2 separate regions of the Lactuca sativa genome follow, and region 2 is linked to region 1. Evidence: chromatin contacts called from public Hi-C data. All regions are on one chromosome and are shown on one strand. Each heading gives the region's core, a stretch centred on a gene start, on an enhancer-like site or on the middle of the called end of the contact. The rest is flanking DNA. Distances are from core to core; before and after follow the strand shown.

The links. A called contact is a pair of places that touch in the nucleus more often than the background predicts.
Region 2: a contact with region 1 is called in a Hi-C map of seed, with 3 times the contacts expected there. The contact joins the promoter of LOC111887598 here to the promoter of LOC111887592 in region 1. A contact is called at or near these places in 2 of 4 Hi-C or Micro-C datasets (leaf and seed).

What each region holds. Positions count from the first base shown.
Region 1 is chr5:330,722,984-330,729,551 of Lsat_Salinas_v11, forward strand. It overlaps LOC111887592 (DNA-directed RNA polymerase II subunit RPB7), which reads right to left and starts at 2,387. Exons shown (of 7, transcript XM_023883762.3): 1 at 2,180-2,387; 2 at 1,572-1,692; 3 at 1,313-1,478; 4 at 1,161-1,211; 5 at 1,019-1,084; 6 at 847-915; 7 at 438-716. The coding sequence starts at 1,687. The coding sequence ends at 651. It overlaps LOC111887574 (pentatricopeptide repeat-containing protein At1g79540), which reads left to right. Exons shown (of 1, transcript XM_023883744.3): 1 at 1-132.
Region 2 is chr5:330,877,717-330,884,284 of Lsat_Salinas_v11, forward strand. LOC111887598 (villin-2) reads right to left here and starts at 2,271. Exons shown (of 20, transcript XM_023883770.3): 1 at 1,971-2,271; 2 at 1,564-1,681; 3 at 1,336-1,435; 4 at 1,193-1,261; 5 at 680-1,094; 6 at 457-589; 7 at 210-369; 8 at 1-145. The coding sequence starts at 1,616.

The sequences.
Region 1 (6,568 bases), core at 1,137-3,636:
ATTTTGTAATTGGTAGCAGTGGATGTTATGCACTGATGGAAACACTTTTATGAGGTTGATTCCTTTTATCGTTATAGACTCGTATGTATAAATGAAAGAAATAACAACCTACTTTCATTTATTTCTTTATTATTTGCTCTAACTTTTCTATCTTTATAGTTTTCCTTTATGCTAAAATGGTATTATTGTCACAACTTATAATCAATAAAACTGGTGTTTGTTGTCCATGTATCATATTTATTCGTTGTGATCAAGTCCCTAAAATGGTATTGTTGTGAGTTGTAACTATTTTATCAATGAAAATGGTGTTCGCTGAACTTATGAAAAAATAGTCTAAATGAGTATTAAAAACAGTATCATCAATTACATTCACCTCTATTCCATCGTCATACAACATCATCATGTTTCTATAGAGTTACATAATTGCCAACCAAATGTGCAACTGTAACAAAAATCTTATAACCATATAATCATAAATAGACATAAAATTTGTTGTTACCACTGAGCTTCAAGCAATAATCCAAAATACGAAAAGTAGACCTTTTTCTCAACAATTTACATGTTTATATTTGACAAATAAAGATAGTACAATGCTAAGTGTCAAAAGGCCTACAAAAAGACTTGAGAATTCCCATTCCCATTCCCATGCATTAAGAAGTTGTACCCGGGTCGCTAATCACACCCAGGAAATCATCTTTAATTGTTCCAATGCAGAACTGCAAAAACCAACACACCAAAACATTAATTTAACTTTCTAGGTCTATTTTCAATGATGAAGATGAGAAGGGCATTCATGTCTTTTGCACATATCATACAAAGAGAGCGAGTCTTTGTATGTGGACTTACAATTTCTGTGGCATCAACTCGGGTCCCAATGATCTTTAATCGGACCTCACTATCCTTTTGAATTTTCACCTGAAAAAAGTCCAAAAACAGGGATAACATCAAATATACATCACTTATGTGCACACCACAAAAAAAAAAAAAAAAAAAAAAGGAAAATGCCATTGATTCATACAGATCCATCTGAAGTTGTGTAATTAGGCATATCTCCAGACTGAAACTCCATGTCATCAGGTATCAACTACAACAAAAACAAAGATTAGAAATACCAAATGAGATTATATGAACACCAAAATGAAGAAAAAGCTTCAACTCACATGGTTTGACACAAATATTTGAACAGGACCAGCTTCAGCAAAGAAACCCATCTGCAAAAAGTTATTATGAACAAAAAATTTCAATAACCCTAAAAACTGTGTAATCAATTTTCATCAAAAACACTCTCTGGAATGGATCGAGTATATATGACCTTGTTAACCATGGTGACAACAGCTTCCAAGATCTCCCCTTTGAAAGGTCGAAACACAACACATTGATACTTTACAGGAAAAGTAACAAAACCTGTGCCATCTCGAATAAGCCCTTTTCCTACATTCTCTATACCAGTTATGGCCACAACGAAACCATGCCTCCCACTGTAAGCGAAAAACACAAATTAGACATAATCATGTCTGAAATTGGAACTTGGAAGGAGAAGAAAGTTGTTACAGAATGTATGAATCATTAACCTGCAAGTGCCCTCTACGTCTTTCATGAGCTTTGAAACGAGTTTTTCCCGAAGGTCGCGACCAAAGTGGCGAGGGTGGAGCTGCATGTTTCGCTCCAGAATAATGTGGAAAAACATCTCCGCTGAATCCAAAATAGAATACGATTCAGTACTATTTCATGATTTCGATGGAGAATACGAGTTGTACGTTGGACCTACTAACCTAGGGTTCCCAAAATCAATACATGGATAAATTTAAGGTCTTGTTATTCAATTAAACGAAATCGAAACCTAAACCTAAAACTGAAATATTCAATAAACAATGTGTAGGCTCCTGTTCATAACAATAGCAATTGAACAGATACACCGTTGCAGGAAGCTCTAAACTTGTAGAGACTAATTGAATGTAGAGATAACCACGGATATTAGTAAATACTAGATACAAGAAATCGTTGGCTAATCTTGTTCCCTGTTGCAGACATCACAAAGATTTCAACTTCACACATATATCTAAACGTTGCACACATCACACAGAATTCGATTTCAACGGAAAACAAGGGAAAAAGGAAAACCGACAGCAGAAAAAAAATGAATGAACGAAAGCAGGAAAAATATTGAAGACAAACGAACCTCTATCTGTGGGGTGCGAAGGTCTCCGGTGAGCTGTTGGGTGCGAAGGTCTCCGGCCGGTGGCTTCACAGTGGCGGGGTTGGCAATCGGCGGCGAGCAGGGGAGAAATTGCTTGAGGAGCCGACGAACATGAGAAGAATGGAGGCGTCTGTGTTTGTTTGTGTTGTGTCGCGTATGAACGTAAGCTTTTTATTATGTTGTATATTAGTCCATTCCTAAATAGTGAATAATCATATCCTAAATTCCTCCCGATCTCATTAGATCTATCTGTGACAATATCTACAACGGGATCTTAGGATCATCTTAATCCGCTTCACGATTCAATCTCTCCTCTATAGTTTATATTATCAAAGGTTGTTAAAATCTCGATTTCGATAAAATAATGTGATCCTACAAGTTTATATTATCAAAGGTTGTTAAAATCTCGATTATGCAAAACCATAAAGTTTGTGAATTTATGGATTAAGATGTCTTAAGGGACCTGGATCTATGTTCTGAACGTAGGGACTTAATGGATTAAGTCCCAAGGAAGCTGACCAGAATGTCGGGCGTACACCTTGGTACGTTGCGCGTACTGGGTCAACTTCCCACTTTTTGTCAAGGCCAGCGTACAATGGGTGTACGTGTCAGGTACGTCGCGCGTACGCATGCAGAATGAAGTATATGGATTTTTGGGCCTTAGAAGTTTGGGTATGAGTTGTTGGGCCTCATGGCCCACTATGGAGTAGTCTCTGGGCCTAAAACTGAGATTTAAAGTATTGGGCCTCTTGGGCCCTAATGGGCCACTCGAAATTGCTTATTTTGGACTAAGGATTTATTGGGCCTTCGATAAGGTCCATTTGAGGAGTTAGACCCAATTCAGAAAATTGGGTCATTGGTGGGCCACTTGAGGGTTAGGAAGTCTATTTAGATTTGGAGCCTTTCATGTTATAGTGTTGGGCCCTAAGCATTGGCCCAATTAGATAACGGGTAAAATGGCCATTTTACCCTAAGAAGAATTATTAGTTTTTGATTAAGTGTTATTGTGGTCATGATAGCTTGGGGAGTCGTTGGAATTACCGCTAGAGATTTATTATTATGAGATTCTACATTCAGCTTCACGAGGTGAGTTACGTTCCTGTAGGAGTGGATCGAAGGCACCAATGTCGGCCCACTAATAGTTGTTTATGGTAGAGACGATTGTCTTCGTGATAATTGTCTGGTATGTCATTGCCTGTTATGATTTATGTGTTTATTGGTATGCTATTATGTGGTAGTGGTAGGGGTGAAATAGTCCCCGTAACCGGTTGAAATAAACTGGAGTTGGGCACCCAGATATGTCTGGCAGGGTAGGCCGTGCACCCAGATATGTTTGGCAGTATGTGTTATAAGCTTTGTGCTTACGGTTTTCGGTTTTGGTTTCAGGTACCTCTTCTTTGAAGGGAAAGGAGTCGACATGATTGCCGCGCATCACACCATCATTCCGCACATGATATTCTTGGGAGATATACTCTGATGATGTTTTATTGTGACATGTTTTGATTATTAACATTTGGTTTTGTTATGAAATGACACAATGAATGGTTTTAACACTAATGGTTTCTTTAATACTTGCTTAAAAATGAAATTTTTTGTCTTAATTTTTGGGATGTTACATAAAATCCATAGAAATCTGCTCTCATTTCCACATGGGAACCTCTAGAGGCTGCAACTTGCCATGCGGCCTCTGATGCTCAGCTTGATCATCCTGCAGGTCAAGCATCTCTCGACATACCAGACTATCTCCCTCTTCACACACAACTACCAACAACTCAATTTGAAATCCCGATACATCTTGGTGGCCCCGAGATGAAGAGATAAACGAGACTTATGAGCCTCCTCTAACACAATCTGCCTGATCCCACCAGAAAACTGGAATCCAAAACCGACCACACCGGGTCAACAACCCTCGACTATTCGTGATAAATTTGTCAATCTCCTTTCAGATCCTGTCCTGCTTCAAGTTTTCCTTACGAACTCCCTCGGCCTGAGCCTCCATGATCAATCCCAAAAGCAGAGAATCAACGGATATCCTCATACACATCACCCTACTTAAAGACCCAACCGACTTGCGGCTCAAATCATTCGCTACCACATTTGCTTTACCCGGATGGTAAAGGATCTCGTAGTCATAATCCTTGACTACATCCAGCCACCTGCGTTGCCTCATGTTCAGGTTCAGTCGGTCCATCAGATATCTCAAACTCTTGTAATCCGTGTAGACTGTACACCGAACCCCATATAGATAGCGTCTCCAAATCTTGAGGGCAAACACCACAACCCCCAACTCCAGATAATGTGTGGGATATCGCGACTCATGCGGCTTCAGCTTCCACGAAGCATAAGCAATCACTTGTCCTCTTTGCATGAGGACCCCCTAAAACGGTGATGAATGCATCACATAATGCCACAAAATCCTAACCCCCTCCGGGAGTGTTGACACTGGGGCCTCACATAACCTCTGTTGAAGAGTCTCAAATACCAACTGCTGCTCAGGGCCCTATCGGAAATTCAGCCCCTTCCTCGTCAGACAAGTGAGGGGTACCACAATCTTGGAGAAGTCCTGAATGAATTTCCGATAATACCCTGTCAAACCCAAGAAACTCCTTATCTATGAGGGAGATTTCAAAACCTCCCATTGCATCACAACCTCGATTTTGGCCGAATCGACTGAAATCCCATCCTGGTTAACAAGGTGCCCCAGGAACTGGACATCTCGTAACCAAAATTCGCACTTCGAGAATTTGGCATAAAACCGTTCTCGCCTCAAAACTCCAAAAAAATCTCGAATGTGCTCCTCATGCTGCTCTCTGGTCTTGGAATACACCAAAATATTGTCAATAAACACAATGACAGATCGATTGAGCATCGGCTTGCAGACCCGATTCATCAAATCCTTAAACATAGAAGACGCATTGGTGAGCCCAAATGGCATCACCACAAACTCATAATGCCCATAACGAGTCCGGATGCGGTCTTCTCCATGTCCTCCTCTCTCACTATGACCTGATGATACCCAGAGCTCAGATCCATCTTGGAGAACTAGGATGCACCCTGCAACTGGTCAAATAGGTTATCAATCCGCAGAAGGGGATAACGGTTCTTCACTGTTAACTTGTTCAACTCCCAGTAATCAATGCACATCCAATGCGAACCATCCTTCTTCTTGATGAATAGTATCAACGCTCCCCACGAAGAACTGCTCAGTTTGATGAACTGCTTGCCTAGCAGCTCCTGCAGCTGAGATGACAAATCCTTCTATTGATAAATTGACAATGGATGTCACTTTATTTTGTCATATGATCGGATCTCTGTTGTATCTAACATCCAATCGTTCTGACATAATATTTGTTGTGTGTTATTGTGACAGGTTTCAAGTGAATCCTCGAGAACCTCACATGTTGGCAGTTAAGAACATTTTCCGGTATCTGAAGCAAACTAATTCTCTTGGTTTATGGTATCCATCAAATTATGGATTCCTTATGCAAGCGTACTCCGATGCTGACTTAGGAGGTTGTGGTCTTGATCGGAAAAGAACCTCAGGTGGATGTCAGTTTCTGGATGGCAAGCTCGTCAGTTGGCAATCCAAGAAGCAAACTTGTGTGTCCTTATCTACAACTGAAGCATAATACATTGCAGCAACATCATGTACATCCCAAGTGGTGTGGATTCAAAACCAGCTAAGAGACTATGAAATCGATATGAAGTGAATTCCTTTGTATTGTGATTCCAAAAGTGTCATAAGAATTTGCCACGATCCAGTGCAACATTCCAAGACAAAGCATATAACACTAATATACCATTTTATTAAGGATCACGTTGAAGATGGAAATGTGGAAGTTCATTTTGTTCGTTCCTCAGATCAATTGGCTGATATATTCACGAAGGCATTACCAAAAGTATCATTTAATCGTATTATACAAGGGTTGGGAATGATTGAAGCTGACTCAGTTCTGAAATCCACTTTGTAATTGTCATTGTTCGGAAGTTACTGTTAACATTCTGAATGGTTCGGAATTCACTGTTCACTTCCGACTCGTTCCGATCTTCGGAATGGTTCTGAAGTTACTGTTTATTTTCGCTCTTTTCAGAAAATCAAAATACCAAAAATATTTTATTTGTTTCTGTATTTTCTTTTAAAAAGTTCAAAAATATCAAAAATGTTTTCTTCTTTTTAGTGTTCTGAAAAATCAAAAACATCAATTTTTTTTTCTAAGAATAGAAATTCATTTTTTGAATTTGAGTCTGCAACAAGGAATTGACAGTTGACTTTATCACTTCTTTCTACCATATCTATTCACAATTTTCATGTAGTTTCCTTGACTATCGGAACAAAACCAATTTCGGTATAGGGCTACGAAAATCTAGTTA
Region 2 (6,568 bases), core at 1,021-3,520, 150 kb after region 1:
CTGTTACTTTTCCTCTATTCTCTGCTTGAGGTGCAGCTGCTGATGGCCATGACTCAAAATTAGTCTTGAATGCAACCGTCTCATAACCTTGAATTAATCGGGTTACAAGGGTGGATTTTGGTCGACCATGAGCAGTGATATACTCCTACAAATGGACCTTAATGGTGAGAATCAGTCAAAGGGTAAAAATGTAATTAACCAAATCCTACCTCAGCACCCTGCATGGCAGCTTTTCTACCATCAACTTGTGTTGCTCTACCAACCCACACGAAAACCTCCGCCCCACAGTCCATTAGATAACATTTGTCGTTTTCCAGGGTCGATTTCGTAAATCCTGTAATTTCATCCTTCACCTCTGATCCACCAATACTTTAAAAAAAAAAAAAAAAAAATTAGAATTCTGTAAAAGATAATTTGTCAGATAAAGATTAAAGAAAACCAAAAGGAGATTCGTACTTAAAAAGTTTGCCAGGTGTCCTGTCTAGAATTATATCATCATCACCAAGAACCTTCTTGCCAATAGGAGCAAACCCTCCAAAGATAACCCAAAATTCACCCGAATCACCTTCCGCTTGTAGTTTTCCATCGTCTGAAATGATTTATAAAAACAAAAATAAAAAAAGGGTGATAAATGTAAATCTAATTGACTAATCATGTGCTTTAAATGTATATCCCATACCAACAATTGCAACATTGCATGTTCCCTCATGATAAGTGTCCTTCAAATACTGAATAACCTCTAAAGCTTTAGCTCTTTCTTGAATATTTGAGTTTGCTCCATTGAATTGAAAGATCTTCTCTTTAGTATCCAAGATAAACACATCATCATGATTCAACAAAGATCGAGAGAATTGAATCTGTTTCACATGAACAACTCTTTTCCCTTTGCATATATACAATCTTGTTTCAAATTCCATTTCTTCAGGTTTCTTGAATCCAGTTGCAACACCACCTTCAAGTGGCACAATACATGGTTTGAAATATGACAAGAATTTATCAGATTCATGACTTTGAATCTCTCTATGTTGCACTGCACGCCCTCCAAGAATCGCATCAAGCTCAACTGTTTTTATTGCAGCTGTTCCAGCTTCATCCTGATTATCACATTTAGTTAATTTGAATTGAACTTTTTCTTAAAAAAAAAATAAGGAAGTGTTATTTAATTTGGGATATAGGATGTTGTTATACATACATTGCTTGTATCTTTTCCCAACCAGAAGTGTATGTCGTACCCATAAGCACCTCCTCTTCCATTAGAAGTCTGCAAATGTATGAATGATTAAAACAATAACATTTTATAACTGAAATAGAAATTGTGAAAGGTTATGAGCAAACCCGTAAAACAACGTATGCATCACCCATGTAGAATCTACCATAATCTGATTTTGGCAAAGGAACTGGTTGAAAGTTTTCAATTCTCCATATCTCAAGCCCTCTACAAGGTGTTAAGTGAAAAACTAACAACAAATGCAAACGAATCATACATGCATATAATGACTGAATTTCTAATGTTCTTTAAAGTAGATGATGATGATAAAAGAAATTGATGTTGGGTAAGGATACGGTTTAGAACCAACTCCCTGGAATGCAGGTTCAAGAGCTTTTGCAGTAGCCATGGTGCTTGTAATTTCTTCAAATGATGACGGAAGAAAATACCATCAAAATTCCCGCTGTGTAGTCTCTATATGTAAGATTTTGAGAAAGGAGGCTTAGATTAGAACAATCGTCACTAAAAAATTGAGAGAATCAAAATCGGCTTAAGCAAACATGTAATCATCCCTAAAATCATATTCTGTGCTCTGAAAATTAATTCATTTAGAAGATGATCTTAAGAATTAGAGAGATTCTGATCATGATATTGAGAAATCTAAATTAGATCACAGTAATAACAATATAAACTCGCAATGCAATTAATAAACGAGAGACAAATCAATTGTTAACAGAGGGAAGGTAAATCAACGACAACGTACCTGGGATTCGATCGCTATAATAATTGTCTCCAAAAACGAATTTTGGAGAGACGGATATGAAATTGAAAGCAAAAGGTAAATAAGTAATCGATTTTAAGGAATTATAGTTGCAGAGAAATGGAGATATGAAGAAGGCATTTCGTTTTAGAGAGGAATGGATGATGATGATAGGGAAGGGAGTCTCGTTGAGAAAGATGTTGAAATTAAGGGAAAAACCGGATGGCCATGCATTGTTTTCGTTTCAATTTCCCTCTGTTTTTGGTTCCATGAATTTTTTCTATTGCATCTGCATTTGCCATTTGTAGATCGATAATTGCTTCATCGTCCCGGGGTTATTGGCAAAGAATGACGAAAAGGGCGCCATGCCAAAGAAGTTGAAGCTCCTGGTTTATTGGTGGTTTCGATATTATTGCATTATATAATGTCCAAAATGATACAACTATCGCAAACGTAATTAAAACAATTTATTACTGAAACGTACTTTTTAATTCCTGATAAAAAAAAATTACTGTTACTGTTTTTTTTCTTACTCTAGTAATGTGATCAGTTATAAAATATTAATTAATCACTAGTTGTTACATTTAGGTAGGACCAAGATGATCTTGAACATGTCTAGAAGAAAGCATGTCCGGTTTGGGTACGATCCATTTGATCTGGTGCGGACGCAATTAATTAAACACGCTATTAATTTATAATAATAAATTATTTAAAAACTATAAAATATTAAAAACAATTTAATATATTAGAGTGAAGGATGTGGTGTGCCACCGTTAACACACTACACCTCATTTTGCTACTAACAAAACCGTACACTAGGCATGATATATCAATTTTGCAATGAAGAGCGAGGAGAGGGAAATAGGAGAGAGATTGAAAGAGGGAGGAAGAGTAAGAGAGAGAGGAGCACGACAAGTTATTGCAATTTTTTTCTTGTCATATTTTTCATACCATAGACTAGGCATGGTGTTTCTCATGATAAAATATATGATATAGGCTCTACCTCATTCTTATCACACCCTCCAACCTTATTGAAATTTGATACATTGGGATTTATGCTCTATTAAGCAACTTTAGTTGACAGAGCAAAGCAAGGTCAATGGTGATAATAGATAGGTACATGTAATGGTGACAAATGGTGATGATGATATTGATCAGGGTCTTCGATAAAAACTTAAGGGTTAAGCTTCAGAATTTCATGAATAATGTTGAAGGTTCAAAATATCAATTAAGCAAAGTATTTTCAATTATTAACATTTCCTAAAACAAATTTGTAAATTCAAATTTGTATAACTTTTTCATTGAACCTTAGGGCTTAAAATATATAGGCATGTAAAAAATACATATAAACATAACATAGAGTAATTATAAATGTTAACAAATAGCCAAATAAGAATAAAACAAAGTTTAAAATAAACTAAAATGAACCATATTTGATAAAGAACATGCAAAAAAAAATATTAAATTATTAAAATGTAAGGAAAATGGATCAAACCAATTTAATTAAATTATGTCCAATTTAGATCACAAATTAAACGGGTTTGAACCGGTTCTAAGGGTGAAGATAGTCCATCTTTCATACCCATCATAACTTATTTGTCATATTAAGGTCCTGTTTGATATACGTTTGACCGAGTTGGCTCAGACGTTTTTGGCTGACTCTTCAGCTAAAGTTGTTTGTTACACTAGATTTTAGATGTCTGATTGAGTAAGCTAGATCTGATCGGAAAAGACGAGAGATATCGGCTGACTGAGAAAGGGATTAACGTTTCCAAAAGTGCCCTTGCCCTACCGTTCCAATTTTCAGAGTCTCCATCCCCTTTCTTCTATCTTTCAGCTACAATCGAAAATTTGAGCATCTCTCCCCACCCACTAATCGACGATTCAAGCCTCTATCCCCCTACCAATCGACAATTTCTGCCTCTTCTCATCAGGTACTGCTTTCGTCTCTTCTCAGTTGCATTTTTGCTGTTTCTGTTTCGATTTTTTGTTGATTTGCTCATGTTTGTTGTTCATTTTGATTTCATTAACTCAAATTGATTTCATTCTTGATTCAATTTGTTTCGTCATAATTTCTCCAATCAAGAGATTTGAAGCCAAAAAATTTCTTGTTTGAGAAAAGAAGGAAATTCGCCTCTAAAAATGGTGAAGAGACTCTGCCGTCTTTTTAATTTATCGTTGTGTTTTAAACTATGCTTTTAGATTTTGAGATTCTTCTGTGAAAATTGATGAAGAGACTCTGCGGTTCTTTTTAATTTCTTCTCTTTTTTCAGAGCCTAATGATTCTAATCCATATAATCTTTGAATAACATAAGATCCTCTTAGTTGCAATCACATTTATACATAGATCTGCACAATATAATCAATGTTCTTTTAATAAAGCACAATATCGGCATAGACCTGTATAGAATCAGAGTTTTGTAATTAGTTATAGATTTGTTTTCAAACTGAAAGTGGCCAATAGAAGTTTCATGAATTACCAGTTGACTTAAAGCTGATTCTTGAACACTGTCATATAAATCGGTCCATTCATTGCTCACTTCGGATGGCAAACACTGTATGTATGTAGAGCTGCAATAGGTTTTGAATATATTTTCTACAAGTGAATTTAATTCTTGTTATTTGTTTTGCATGGTGAGGATTTTTATTCCAGATGAGAAAAGTCAATATGTTCATTACTTGTGTTTTCTGTTTGAATGTTGATGATCATAACGTCTTTAGATAGTTGAGGATTTTATTTAATTTGTTAAAAGTATCTGTAAAAGATATTGAAATAAGTTTTTTAGCTTTTAATTCCCCAAAATTCTATGTTTATTTATATTTTGAAAAAATGGGTTTCCTTTTGAATTGCTTGTGAAAGGGTAAAATGGTCATATTTTATTGGTCAGCACACTCAGTCAAATGTACAATCAAACAACATTTCTTCTTACTCAGTCAGGATTTCTTACTCGGACAGACCTTTCTCAGCCAGTACTTTCTCAGTTAGCAACTATCAAACGAGACCTAACTTTTCACTTTCCTTTCACGTTCATCCCTCCATGTCACAATATCCCCCATCTAATATTTCTCATCCATTCTAAACCTACACAATTTTTTTTAACAAATACAAACTTATTAAATTCTTAAAAATTTAATTCATAAAATATTAAAAACATACAAGAGTATTTTACAAACTAGTTAAAAACATAAAAACCTATTTTGATACAAGTCTGTAAACATAAAGTACAACTTTTTAAGTGTGAGAGATAAAGAGTTCAACGGTTTTGTAAAGCTGCTCACTACCACCATTTTTAACATGCTTAATGAGCAGAACTGTAGGCTTCGAGGTACTGACGATACCTCCATCCATTTTCCCTAGCCTGTTGCCCACTCCGTCCACCCTAATAAAAGAAGTTTGTATAATGAAAGACATTTTAGTTTAGACTATGTCATGCCAACAACATCATAGTCTGTCAAGCGCCACTCAGTTTCCAAAAGATATGAAACTAGTGATTAAGGTATAAAATTCCACATATGAGATCCACCATTTAAACCTTATATGTTTAAAATATTGTTAGTGTTATATGATTGACCTTACACATGTATCTTGGGAGACATTAGGTTGGATCAATTAGATTGTGTATTTTACCATTTTCTTTTTCTATGCAACTATTTGTTTGAAACATCAACTTCAACCTAACAAAATTTTGTTTAAATTATTTATGTTTGACAACTAGTTAAAGAAATCAAAAGATTTTGTAATCATTGTCTCGAAAAAAATCAACAAAAGGCATTTTGTGATGTAACTATTACATAAAGATACTAGCATTGTTAAATTTGTATAAAACAAAACCATACAATCTGTTACCGAGCTAAAAATTGGTAGAAAATATATTTCATAGTCAATATGTTTGTCCGATAGCAAAAAATGAATGGTCAAACAATCATTTCTTACTCGTTAAGTGCTTGTTTGAGATAGATGTTGTGGGTCTGAGTCTCGTCCCTTCGAGTTTTGTTGTCTTTTAGATCAAAATAATTAGTAAAAAAATACTTCCCATTTTTACAAGCAAGAAAACCATTATATATATATATATATATATATATATATATATATATATATATATATATATATATATATATATATATATATTTGTCATCTTAAACATCAAGTCATAAAAAAATATCAACTCATCATGTCACATCATAGTGTCAACTAAGCAACGGTAACTAGAAAGTAGAAAGTTACATGATAAGAGTATCTCCAACCGACTCATATTCTTCATTTTTTCCTCCATTTCTTTCCTCATTTCTCTCCAACCCTATTCTATTTATTCCCCCATTTTGGGGGAAATGAATATTATAACATCATATTTGGTTTTATACTATTTATTTCCCCTAAAATGCGGATAAACTTTGAGTTGTCGATTTTACTCCATTGTTTTATATATTTATATATTTTTGGTTTTTTTATCTACTAATTATTATTTAAATGTAATATTTAATACTTATAGTATTGTGCTATATATTAAATTATATTAATTAATTATAAATATAAAGTTTGTATTTTGTTTAACAAATTCATATTAAATTTTAAATACATATTTGAAAGTTTTTAAAACACA